Regions from separate parts of the Gossypium hirsutum genome. Here region 2 is linked to region 1. The links are chromatin contacts, called in public Hi-C maps. All regions are on one chromosome and are shown on one strand. The core of a region is the stretch at or near the end of the contact, and the rest is flanking DNA. Distances in the headings are between cores, read along the strand shown.

What was found. A called contact is a pair of places that touch in the nucleus more often than the background predicts.
Region 2: a contact with region 1 is called in a Hi-C map of leaf, with 1.7 times the contacts expected there. The contact joins the enhancer-like site here to the promoter of LOC121219797 in region 1. A contact is called at or near these places in 5 of 34 Hi-C or Micro-C datasets (hypocotyl, leaf and petal).

What each region holds. Positions count from the first base shown.
Region 1 is chrD08:34,900,224-34,906,746 of Gossypium_hirsutum_v2.1, reverse strand. It overlaps LOC121219797 (DNA-directed RNA polymerases II and V subunit 6B), which reads left to right and starts at 3,451. Exons shown (of 6, transcript XM_041098153.1): 1 at 3,451-3,592; 2 at 3,947-3,980; 3 at 4,112-4,287; 4 at 4,354-4,405; 5 at 6,359-6,426. The coding sequence starts at 3,558.
Region 2 is chrD08:35,072,179-35,078,701 of Gossypium_hirsutum_v2.1, reverse strand. No RefSeq gene overlaps it. Among protein-coding and RNA genes, the nearest start is that of LOC121220327, 41 kb to the left of the region's middle. Within about 2 kb of position 3,526, at least 9 of the 9 cell types and tissues checked have an H3K27ac peak or open chromatin away from gene starts, as enhancers often do. A contact at or near this core is called in hypocotyl and leaf, where this site is marked.

The sequences.
Region 1 (6,523 bases), core at 2,202-4,701:
TTCGAACTACCTCAACTTAAGAAATTCGATCCCAAATTTAAAATTTTCAATACCAATAAAAATCAACTTATTACATCACCACTTGCAAAATATAACTATAAAAACATTACTATGGAGTAAACCATAAAAAAAGAACATATAGTTCTCATAGACACCGAAACTTGAGCTACATGATGAAGTATCGTAATTGAGCCCATGATCCCTTAAATACTCATCATGGTCGATATAACTCCTCAAGGGAGCAACATCTATCACTTTATCGTCTAAGCTAATGCTTATAACAGAGGTATCAAATGTCTTATTATATCCCTTACATTCACAACAAAGAATTCCAGCAAAACCAAAGTAACATGAATACAAACAAGCAAAATAGAAGGAATTCATTCAAACTTGTGCTTTAAAATTGTAGTGCACACTCACAGCTTCATAAAGGAAAAAAAAGAAAAGGGAAAATCTTGAAAATAATACCTTTTCCTTTCTGATAAGCTTGCAACCTTCAACAGGATCAAAACCAGGAGGCAGATTTCCACTTGGGATTGGCTCTATCTGCAGAATAGAAAAGTTCCATGGATTGTGATGCGCAAGTCCAGTATTACAATTGAAAAAAATAAGGTAAAATTGAAAAAACATGAAGCTGAAGATCTGTTGTTAATTGTGATGCACAAGTCCAGTATTACAATTTCAGGCATCATAAAATGTTTTGTAAAACTATCCAGGCACTCACACATTTGGCAGCACATGAAGCATAAGAAAGGAAACTCTATGAGAGGTTTACATGAAGCATGCTTCACTAAGTAATACCATATATACGATGTCATAATAGACAAATCATACATGATATATTTGTCACTAGATCTTACAGAAGTGAAACTAACATGCTAAAGCTGCCCATCGATTGATCCAAGCCCAAATTTACACTTAATTTCTAGTGAAACTAAGCTGAGACAATAACTACATCATAATCTAACACTATGCTCCAGCACCAGAAATTTCCATTAGATCAATATTGCAGATACCATAATTTTATTTGCACTAGCAGATACCATAATTGCACTTATAGATTCTAGAAACTCGTACTTCTTTTTTTCTTCAATATTCATTAGAGAATTTACCTGTTTTCCTTAAACCAAAAAGAAAAGTCACGAAATCGTGCATGAACTATAACAAGAATTGAACATAAATAAGCAGGGAGTTTCACAGCCGAAGTGAACATACTAAATTGAAGCGGGTTCTTTCAAAAGTAGATTTTGAATTCTCTAGTTACTTACGGGATCTTGGAAAGAATGCTCAAAATTTGCACCTAAAACAGCTAATATTTGCACCTAATATTCAAGATTCACCTAGTGGACTCGGAGGAATTTAAAATTTTATCAATGCAGGTCAGAATAAGCTATCAGATACTGGAGACAACAGAATAGATACCTAAGCAGAAAAGACCAGATTGTGCAAACATTCCATCCAGGTAACTAGAAACATACTTTTTCATATTAAGGTGAGCAAAGAGAACGAATCAAGCACATAAGTTTTCAAGAAAAAGGCATAACATCAGGATATATAGTTCAAATACAAAAGAAGTACAATTATTACATGGGCTGACTAGCAATTACTTGAGGCAGCCTTGGTTAGTATTACAACATTAAACCTGAATAACTTGGGAAGAAGCAGCAAAACATTGATATAAAGTGTTCTAAATGTAGCACATAATCAAATTACCCAATGCAAGTAAGAAAAAACAGACTACTTTATGAGTCTTTTTTTATCAGTTTCTTTATAGATATTGCCAGCACTGCTATTTACTTGTTATCTGCTAAAAGTTATTATATGAATTTTCATTTTCATTTCTCATATTCAGTACTTAAATTACAAACCTTATCCAATAGTTTATGAAATAATAATGTTGGGAAGAAAGTTTGTGTTTTTTCATCTGAAAAATCTAATGGTATTTGGGATGTTACAGGACTGTAGCAATCAAAGGACCTACATACATAGGACACTAATAACTTGATTAATGGTCTAGGAAACAAATGGAAGGATATCTGTTGTGATGATTTGTGGTATTGAAAGAAAGCAACTCATTATTGCAACAAGAGAAAAGAGGGAAATCTCGTGAGTGCCCTTAGCTAAGCATTAGGCTTTGCACAACTAAAATCAAATATTTCAAAACAGCACAAGCATACACCCAAATCATGAGGAAGAAAATAAAAATTCGGATTAAGTAAAAAAAAGAGAAGAAGGACTTGCCGAAACAATTGGGCCAGAGATCTGAGACGGTGGAGTCGGCGAAAGATGACAATATGACGGTGGAGGTGACTTTGCTGGCAGCTTCTGTTGATGTTGGGAGGGAGAGGGTGGAGGTCGATTTCGGGTAGGGAGGGAGGGTAAAACAGAGACTGATTTGGGAAGACGTCCGTAATAGGGCTAATCATCGTTTTGGGAAGGGAATACAAAAGCAGAGAATTTGGGGATTAGGTCAGTAATGTAATAGGCGCGTAATAGGCATTACAGCGAACCAAACACGGGATTAGGTGGGGCGCGTGGAATAAATGGGTAATTGCATACCCATTACAGCGAACCAAACACGCTGCAAAGGTTGAACTTTTAATTTCTAGTTGTACAAGATTTCGGCGGTGTTTTCAGTGTTTGGTTCCTATTTATCTCGATTCATATTTTTTTTGTCTGACTTGTTTACTTTAGATTGAATTAATTGATCTGATTCGATGTAGATAATATTATAAAAAATTGTACACGTGCATATAAATGTTATATAAAAATAATAAAAATATTATCATGAGGTTTCGTTTGACAATACTTTTAATTAAGGGTGAAAAAGTGTTTTTCAACTCGAAAACAATGTCAAACATTGATTTTTGAAGGTTGAAGTGTGGAATGTAAAAGTTGAGTTTAGCTGTTTTTTAACTTTATGATCTTTTGACTTTTGTGCTTTGAAGTGTAAATTATAATAATATAATTATTTGTATTAATTATTTAAAATCTATTTAAAAATTTAGATCAATTTAATTATATATATTATAATAAATTATTTAAATATGATTTATTATTATATTTAAACTTTTAAAATATTTTATTTATAATTAAATATACAAATAATTTATTAATTATTACAAAGTATTTAAAATATAACTTTTATGTATGATTATATCAGCTTATTTAAATATTATTTATTTTTTAATTTTCAATATAATATCTAAAATAGACCACCACAATTTTTTTATATTAATACCAAAATTAATAAATTAGACTTTTTGACACACTCCAAACCGAGATTGTCAAAAAAATCCATTGTTAACATTACGAAACTGACCTGAAAAAGGGTGCATAGGCAATTTTCATAGAAGCCAAGGGTAATAAATGATATTTTAAGAAATCTCAGGGCCTTATTCTTAATTAAGTTAAACGGCTGTTTTGGTCAAAAGTTAAACGAGTTTTAACTTTTATTTGACATAAATGTTCTGATTAGGGCTTTGGAAAAGAAGTAAAGCTTCGCGCAAGAATCCTCAACAATAAACACTTATCAAAGTTGCTTTTACAAATCAACAATGGCGGACGACGATTATAATGACATGGACATGGGGTTCTCTCTCTTTCTCTGTTTTCATTATTTCTTTATCGATTGCGACGATTGGAGTTTGTAGTTTCTGTTGAAGTTCGGATTAATAAAGGAAATCCCAGAATTGGGCCTTTTATTTTCTTTTTCTACCGTTAAGGAATCTTGGGAAACCAATGGTTTTTTTTTCTTGATTTTCTCGTTGGGAACGGGTATTTTTCTCTTTGGAACCTATACTTTTCTAAGCAGCCGAACTGAGGGTGAAGTGTTTGCCCTATCTCTGGTTTGCTGTTGTCTTTATTGTTGAAATTACAGCATTTTGACTCTGTGTGTTTTGATTCCCAAAAACTTAAGCCTGTATTGCTGAAATTGTTGCTACAGATATGAGGATGAGCCACCAGAGCCTGAGATTGAAGTGAGAATCCAATTTCGTTTTCTTAAAAAAATACTTTACATTGTTTGCAAAACAGAAATTCAACGTGAGCGATAAGGTTATTTACTGTCTAATGAATTGTTTTTATTTTTTTTATTTTTTTAGGTGGACAGGAAGGAGCCGAGGAGGAGGTGGAAAACAATAACAATGACGATGTTCCCGTCGATCCTGTTGAAACTGAAGAAAAAGAAGACGAAGATGCTAATGACAAAATTTGTCGCAAAACATCAAAGTACATGACCAAATATGAGCGTGCTAGAATCTTGGGTACACGTGCCCTGCAAATCAGGTGAACTTAATAAGCTTTAGATTCTTTTATTGCGTTTCCAATGCTTTAACCTTTTCTTCTGAGCAGCATGAATGCACCAGTAATGGTTGAGTTGGAGGGTGAGACTGACCCGCTTGAGGTAAGCCTAAGTTTTTTACTACATTTCCTGTCTTGCACTGCTTCTTTGTTATATTCTTCTATATAGAAAGTTGATAAAACTGTGGGTTAGCTTGGTATTAAACCTGTCGAATACTTATTTGAGATTGCCACTTTTGACAATACAAGTTCTGAGTATCGATACGCATAAAATGAACATTGGGTTCTCTATTTCATCTTGTTTATTTATTGTTGTAAATGAGTTTTTACATTGTATAGGAAACTGGGCTTCCATATTCATGTTTGGCTGATGATTTGTAGAGAATTGTGATAATAATAATTAATAATAAAGACATGGGGAAGTAAGATACTTTGCATTTGATTCAATTATTTTTCTACTTACGAATTTTTTATTATTTTATAGAAGTTATGTATGTGAATTAAATATAAAAAATATTATTTATATATTGAAACTAAAATTTAAAAACAATTTATATTAATTGGTTAAATTTATTTTAATATGATATGTGATATATCATAATATTAAGGAATTTGAAAATTATTTAAATTAACATATTTTTACTTCACAAAGTTGTGTCTAAAATTGACATTAAAACCTTTCACATCACTTTTTGATAGCAATGCTGAACACTTGAAATTTTAAAACACAATTTTCAGAAGCATTTTTCTACAGTAATTTTCAAAAGCAGTGCTAAATAGCCTTAAGGTTTTGCTTGGTAGGGTGGAAAGAAAATTGGAAGGATGGAAAATTGAAGGGGTGGAAAGCTAGAAGGATGAAAAACATAATTTTTCTTTCCATAGGTGTGCTTGGTAGGAGAGATGGAAAACTGAAAAGAAAATTATTTTTAAAATTATTTTTCTTTCCATCCATTGCTTGGTAGAGTTGAAAATTGGAAGTAAAGAAAATAAAACATTTGGAAAATACATAATTTTGAACTAACATTGCACATCCCTCTCAGTTTCTCTCCTCTCATCATTTCAATTTAGGATGATTGATTTTTATGCATTAGGAGCGAAAATAATCACCTTTCCTATTTTCTTTCCTCTTGCTTTTCTTTCCAACCAAGTACACTCAAAATTTACTTTCTTTCCAGTTTTTCACTCCCTCCTCTTATCCCTCTACTTTTTCACCCAACCAACCGCACCCCTAAAAGTAACTATTGAGGGATTACTATTTCTTCAACCTGGCGTTGGAGGGTATTATGTAGCTCTGTTGAAGAAGTATCTATTCGTATTACCCAAATGTAAGTTATGTTATTATGAGGGTGATTTTGTTTATATATATAATTTTTTAAAATAAAATCAATAAAATCTTGCACATGGTAAGATTTGAATCTAAGACATAATGAATATTAAATCTTTAACTTTACCATTTTAACTAAAACTTCATTTGATTTTTATATAAACTTTTTTTCACCCAAACCGTGAGTGTGCTATAATCTAATTTATATAATAATAGTTTATCAATCTATATATAAATACTTGCACACACAACACTGCCAACAACATTCACAGTGATCCCTTGTATCTTGTTTAGTACTGTGATATTGACCAGTTGCAGCATGTAGCTTGTTCAACTCTTTGCTCAGAAAATTCGATAGGCAAGCATCCAATATCTTAATTCCTCAATCAAATAAACAACAAATTTGGCGCTGGTTTTATTCTCATTTTGCATCTTGTTCAGTTTGAAAGCATTGTTGATTCAATTTCAATCATGTGCTTTTCCTTGTTTTTCACATTTTAGCTGTTGCTTTGCTTGTCGAAAAAGTTCTAATCTATCTTCTTTACTCGGTTCACCCACTTTGTTTCTAATATCTCATGCTTGGCTTTGACAATTTTAAACTTATAAGCAAGTTGCTTGTAGTCACTTTCTTTCTCTTTCTGATCTACATTACATGATTGGTGAGAATACTCCATGCCATTTTTCCAACAGCCTAATATTTCATTGCTGACTCTATTTATTTTGTTTGTTTAGATTGCCATGAAGGAGCTTCAGGAGCGGAAAATCCCCTTCACCATTCGTCGGTACTTGCCTGGTGGGAGGTGAGATTTTGTCGTGAAAAATAAAAATTGTGTTCTATGTAAGATCAATGGAACATCAGGCCCTTGTGTGGTAGTTTTGCTTTGTACTTTGGGGGAA
Region 2 (6,523 bases), core at 2,277-4,776, 170 kb before region 1:
TTTGTCCATAACTTAACCAATGGTCTAATTACCATATAAAGATCTCCAATTTAAAATTTCATAACAATTGGACACCTCTAACATGTAGAACTTAACTTTTGCAGTTTTTACAATTTAGTCCTTTTGACTAAATTGAGTGCCTAAACGTCGAAATTTTTGAACGAAATTTTCATGAAATCATTCCGTGAAAATTTAGGCCATAAAAATATAGTAAAAATAATTTTTTCCTCATCGGATTTGTGGTCCCGAAACCACTGTTCCAACTAGGCCCAAAATCGGGATGTTACATTTTAATTACCTAAGGTTCGCATAACTAGTCGCATGGTATAACATATAGGCTATACTAACATATATGCTTGCATGTATACAGTTTTCACGTAATAAACATATAGGGTTTGCATATATAACATCTAGGTTCCGCATGTTAACACATATAGGGTTCATACAATACAACATATAGGGTTTGCACATATTCACATAGGCTTTGCATTGCACAATATATAATGTTCACACATATTCACCTAGTGTTCGCACTAAACAACATATAGGGTTTGCATATCAGGGTTTCCACATAGGGTTCGTACCTACAGGGTTGACACCTTAGAGATCTACACATTAGGGTTAACACATCTGGGTTCACATTCCTATGGTTCGTACATAGGGGTTCACACAACTAGGGTTCGCACATATTGGGTTTGCACACCTAGGTTTCGTAAATACAAGGTTCGCTCATAATAAATTAGTAAGGTTCAGCTAACTAAACATGCATGGTTCACATAGTATATAGTTAGGGTTCACGTACAATTTCTATGGGGTTCACCTATATTGATTTATTATTTTCTAGTACACTGGTTGTACACAATGATTTTAAGTTTGATTTCACACCTGTTCTGAAGACTTAAAAACTTTATTTTTTGAGAGGAGATCGACGATCTGCTTGAAAAGGGATTGATTTTGAAAACTTTTAACTCCTTTTCCTTGAAAGTTGATTTAACAATGAAGGAGAAAAAAGAACTTTTGGGAGTTTTCTTGAAAAATTCACTAGATACAAATTCTAGGGTTTTGAAAGGATTAGCTATTTATAATACTAATTTCCCCTGATTGAAATAGGTTTTATGAATTCATGTAGAATTAGGATTATTAAGGATTAAATTAAAAAATAGTTTTGGGGTTGGGCTATTTTGTAAATTGGCACTTTTTATGGGGTAAAAATGAAAATAAAAATATTTTGGTTGATTGCCCAAAAAGGGTTTCAAACTTAGGATCAAAGGGACAACTAAGTCTATACCATTAAACCAACAAACTCATTTTTGTTAAATTTTAACACATAATTTTTAAGGCATTCTAACTCTTTTATCATGTTCTTTAAAAAATGAAAATTCTAAATTTTATCCCTATTTCTTCTAGCCCTAATTTTGGGATGTGACAAATAACTTACCTACCTACAAGAATTCTAAAGGAATTGTATTATTTTAACAATGTTTTTTTGTGAGTATATACTTATATGCTTATTAAAATATATAAATTATTAATTAATTTTTTTGTAATTTTTAACATTTTGACAACTTTTACGTATGTTAACATCTCTAATTTTTTGTAAATATAAAATAATATTTCTAAAAATAAATTTTAATTTATATAATTATTAAAGGCAATATGTAACATCTCTAATTTGATAACATCTCAAAATCGCAAATTACATGTTATTTATTAAAGACACAAAGATATTATTAGACTATATAACTTTTAGGTAATTAATGCTATAGATATGTAATAATAGCTATAAATATATAAAATGTAATTATTACTAAATTACTCACGAAAGTTTTTTTAATAACTTTTAACAATGGAATTAAATTTCATGCAAATCCAATAATACATTAAATAAAGAAAAGCTACCAATCTTTTATGATGGAAATCTCTCTAAACCCTGGCGATAACATTTCTCATCAAGAAATTGAGGATGGTGATGGTTCTCGGACAGATGTAGATCGTAATACAAAGAAAGTTCGTTTCAAATAGGGTAATGGTGAGGAAATCACTAATATGATGGTTGAATCTGGTCCGAGTCAAATTTTATCTTGGAAGGATAAACTTCTGGGGAATAAATCTGGAGCGTCTGATAAGTTGGGGTTGGATAATTCTGGTGCTAGTGGTAATGAAGATTTGGAATTTTTGGAAGGAGATATTCACAGATCCATTGTTAATGGAATACCTACTATTGATTTCTCAGAGAGGATCTAACAATATTGGGTATGGGGCTTTAAATAATCGAATCAATAGTTTATGGAATCCCTCCAAGCCTTTCCATCTCATGGACATAGAGAATGGATACTTTCTGGCTAAATTTCAGTCCACCGAAGACTAGGCAAAAGTTCTGTCGCAAGGTCCTTAGCTAATTTATGGTCAATATCTGACTGTTCAACCCTGGACCAAAGAATTCAATCCCTTACAACCATACCCAAGCATGGTGATGGCTTGTATACGGTTACTAGGCCTCCCAGGGTTTCTGTACAAAAGGAAAATTCTTGAAGAAATAAGAGAGACCATAGGAAAGGTTGTTCGGTTAGATTTCAATACTAATAGTAGAATTAGAGGCCACTTCGCCAAGATGGTTGTTTATGTCAACCTGGACAAGCCTCTGGTCGCTCAAGTTCTTATGAGTGGTTTACATCAGAAAGTTGAGCATGAAGCGCTGCCTATGATTTGCTTCACCTGCGGGACGTACGGACATGCTAAGGAGCTATGTGCTTCGCCACAACCGGATCTGGCAGTGGGGAAGGATCAGAAGGGTACTAATCTGACAGAGGCTGTAAGCAGAGGAGAAGGTGCTGTTTACGGGCCTTGGATTATGGTTGAAAGGAAAGGAAGGTGTAATTCTAGGAACAACAATATTAAAAAAACTGATTTTACGGAGAAAGGAAAATTGGGTTCTCGATTTGATGCTCTGGCTAATATGGAAGTTTTGCTTGATCTAAAAGATGAGTTAAATAAGGAAGATACTGGAAAGTTGGCTGGTTTTAAGAATAAATTGAAGGTTGGAGAGAATGTTATGTAACAGGGGTTTAAGACACAGGGCAACCCTAAGTCAACAAGGACTGAGCAATCGGTGGGAGATAGTATATATGATCAAGGTGATGGGCTTTTAAACCCACAAAGGAGAAATCCAGAAGTGAAAGCCTTAGTGGGCCGAACACCTGTTGAGCCTGCTTTAGATATTAGAGCAGCCGGATCAATAGCTCTCAAGGCTGTTATGGACCCATCGAGTAGCTCAATGAATCAGCCCAACAACGTGACGAACCTTCATTACACAGAGTCTGCTCTTCAAAATAACGAACCAGAGAGTTCTTTTCATTTTTTTGAATTATTCTGATTTTTAAAGTTTCGATTGGTGCTAAGATTTTTAAAGCTTCCACTAACCATTCCAATTCAACAACAGCGACTGTTTCTTGCTTTAATCCGTTTTTTGTAGGTCAGGAGGTGAGTGAAGATGGTGGCCCCTCTCTTTCATCCGAGTCAACTTCTTCGTTGTCAGAGCCGGTTGCAGTACAGGTAGGTCATTCCCCTGGTGGTTTAAACCTCATCAGACATATTGTTGTATCGTTCAAAGAGAAAGATTCAGCTAATGGTGCTCAATTGAGGGGGGCCACTGTTTCAGCTTTGGGTGTTAATAAAATTCGGAGTTCGAGGAAAATATTAGGGAGTAAAAATGGGGGCTTTCGTGCTACAAGGAAAATAAACAAAATTACGCATGGGAAAGAGAATAATTTTAAAATTAAAAATTCTTCTAAAATTCCTTTGAGTGTTTCTATGTCTAGGTTGGCTCAGACTGTTTCCACATTACGAAGTGCTAATTAAGGTTCAATAGACCTAGGTGCTGGTAAAAGAATTCAGGAATGATTACTAAAACTCTTGACAGTAAGGTTTCTTGGGGCTTTATTTATTCTTTTCTTGTATATTTTTATTATGGATTTAAATTTGTCAATTTTTTCTTGGAATTGTCAAGGTTGTGCATGTAGCAAATTTCTCCGTGTTTTTCATGAGTATAATTTTGAGCATAAATCGAATATAGTGTGTCTGCTGGAACCGAGAGTTAGTGGTAAAATAGCTAATTCTATTATTGATAAATTGGGTTTTGACTTTTCTCACCGCATTGAGTCTATTGGTTTTTCAGTTGGCATCTGGGTTGGGTTGGTTGGAAGGATAATATTTGCATTAGCATTATTCATAATCATCCCCAATTCATGCTTCTTCGTGTTCATGCCAATACTCACTAATTCATTTTTTTTTATCTTTTTTGTGTGTGGTAGTCCTGACAGAGTTAAGAGGAAGTCTCTTGGACTAATTTAATAGATGTTTTACCTCACGATCCTTTACCTTGGTTGATTATGGGTGATTTAATGTTGTCCTCTCACCTAAGGATAAAAGAAGTGATCGCTCCACTGGTAAGAGATGTAATTTATTTGTTGCAGGACCTTAGATTCATAAGGCCCTCCTTTACCTGGAAAAAAGGTAATACGCATGAGCGGATTGATCAAGCATTAGCTAATGATACTTGGATTTCGTCCTATTGGGGTAGTCTTGTTTATCATCTTCCACGTATTAAAACAGATCATAGGCCCATCCTTCTAAAAACTAATCCTGAATTCAATATTCCCAAAGGGAGGCCTTTTTGGTTTCTTACAGGTTGGACAAAGCATGCGAATTTTATAGCTTTGGTCTCTAGTAAGTGGAGGTTTGCAGGTAACATGAATGATTCCTTATCTAATTTTACCTCACATGTCAAAGAATGGAACATATCTGTATATGGCTTTATAGGCACGCGCAAAAGACAGCTTATGAGATCGCTTACGAGCATTCAAAAGGCCATGGATCGGTTGACCTCCAATAGCTTAGTTAACTTGGAGATGGAAGTTCGAGATGAATTGGAAAGTGTGCTTAACCATGAGGAACTTCTTTGAAGGAAAAAGGCTAGGTATGATTGGCTCCAATTTGGGGATCGCAATACGAAGTTCTTTCATAGTCGTACAATGCAAAGGAAGAAATTCAATCGTATTTTGGCATTACGCATTAGTAGTGGGGACTGGTGTTCTGATCAGAATATTCTTAGTGATGAGGCTGTCAGGTTCTTTGAGAAACTGTATGGTGAAATCCCTACTCCTATGATTAATCTTCCCTCAAATACCTTTCCCTGCCTTAAGGAGCAAGATATTGATTTTCTAAAAAAGCCAATTTCAAATGAGGAGATAAAGAAGACCATTTTTAACATGGCTTCATTGAAAGCTCCATGAAGTGATGTGTTCCATGCGTATTTTTTCCAAAGTTAGTGGGACTCAGTTGGAGGGGCGGTTCGTGAGTGGGTTCAGGGAATCTTTGTTGGTAATAAAATTGAAGAAGATCTTAACAACACTCTAATTGTGCTTATTTCGAAGAAAGATCAATCGGAGGATTTCAGTTAATTTTAGCCAATTAGTCTTTGTTCGATGATGTATAAATTGGTGATGAAGGTGATCGCTAATAAATTTAAAGTAGTGTTTCCGAATTATATATCACCAAAGCAAGCGGGGTTTATTGCTGGTCGTAACATTTCTAATAATGTCATTATTCCGCAAGAAGTCATTCACTCGATGAGTAGTAGGAGAGTTGGTAGAAACTGGATGGCCATCAAGTTGGATCTAGAGAAAGCTTATGATAGGATTAGCTGGGATTTTCTCGATGCGACTCTGGTAGCAGTTGGGATTCCCGTGTTTCTCAGAAATGTAATTATGGGTGCAATTTCTTCTTCCTCTATGCAAATTTTATGGAATGGAGTTCCGTCTTGATCCTTTAAGCCTGTGAGAGGGATTAGACAAGGGTGTCCTTTTTCGCCTTATCTTTTCGTTCTTTGTATGGAATGGTTAGGCCATATTATCTGCTCAGAAATCATAGTTGGTAGGTGGCATTCGATTCGGTTATCTAGGTCAGGGTTAGCGTTATCTCATTTTTTTGCTGATAATCTTGTCATTTTCGGCAAAAGTAGAGCTGGAATAAGCTTTTTTGTTAAAGGAAATCCTTAAGCACTTCAGTGACTTTTCTGGGCATAAAATCAACGTAAGGAAAAGTAATATGTATTTCTCCAAATGTGTTGATACCAATATTTGTGATCAACTTAGCTAGTTTTTTGGGTTTCAAAAAGTTCTTAATCTAGGGAGTTATCTGGGGGTGCCTCTCCTTCACAAACGTGTTACTAAAAGTACTCTGAATTTTGTGATTGATAAAGTGAGGCATAAACTTCAAAATTGGGAAGCTAGGAAACTCTCATTTACGGGACATGTCACTCTCACCCAATCAGTTCTCCTGGCTATCCCAAACTATTTCATGCAGTCCTTGTTAATCCTGAAAGGTGTGTGTGATGAGATAGAAAGGATTGCAAGGAAGTTCATTTGGGCTGGTTCTGCTGATCATCCAAAAACAGCCCTGGTAGGATGGGAGTCCATTTGTCAGCCTAGGTCTTGTGGAGGCCTTGGGTTTCAGCACCTTCAAA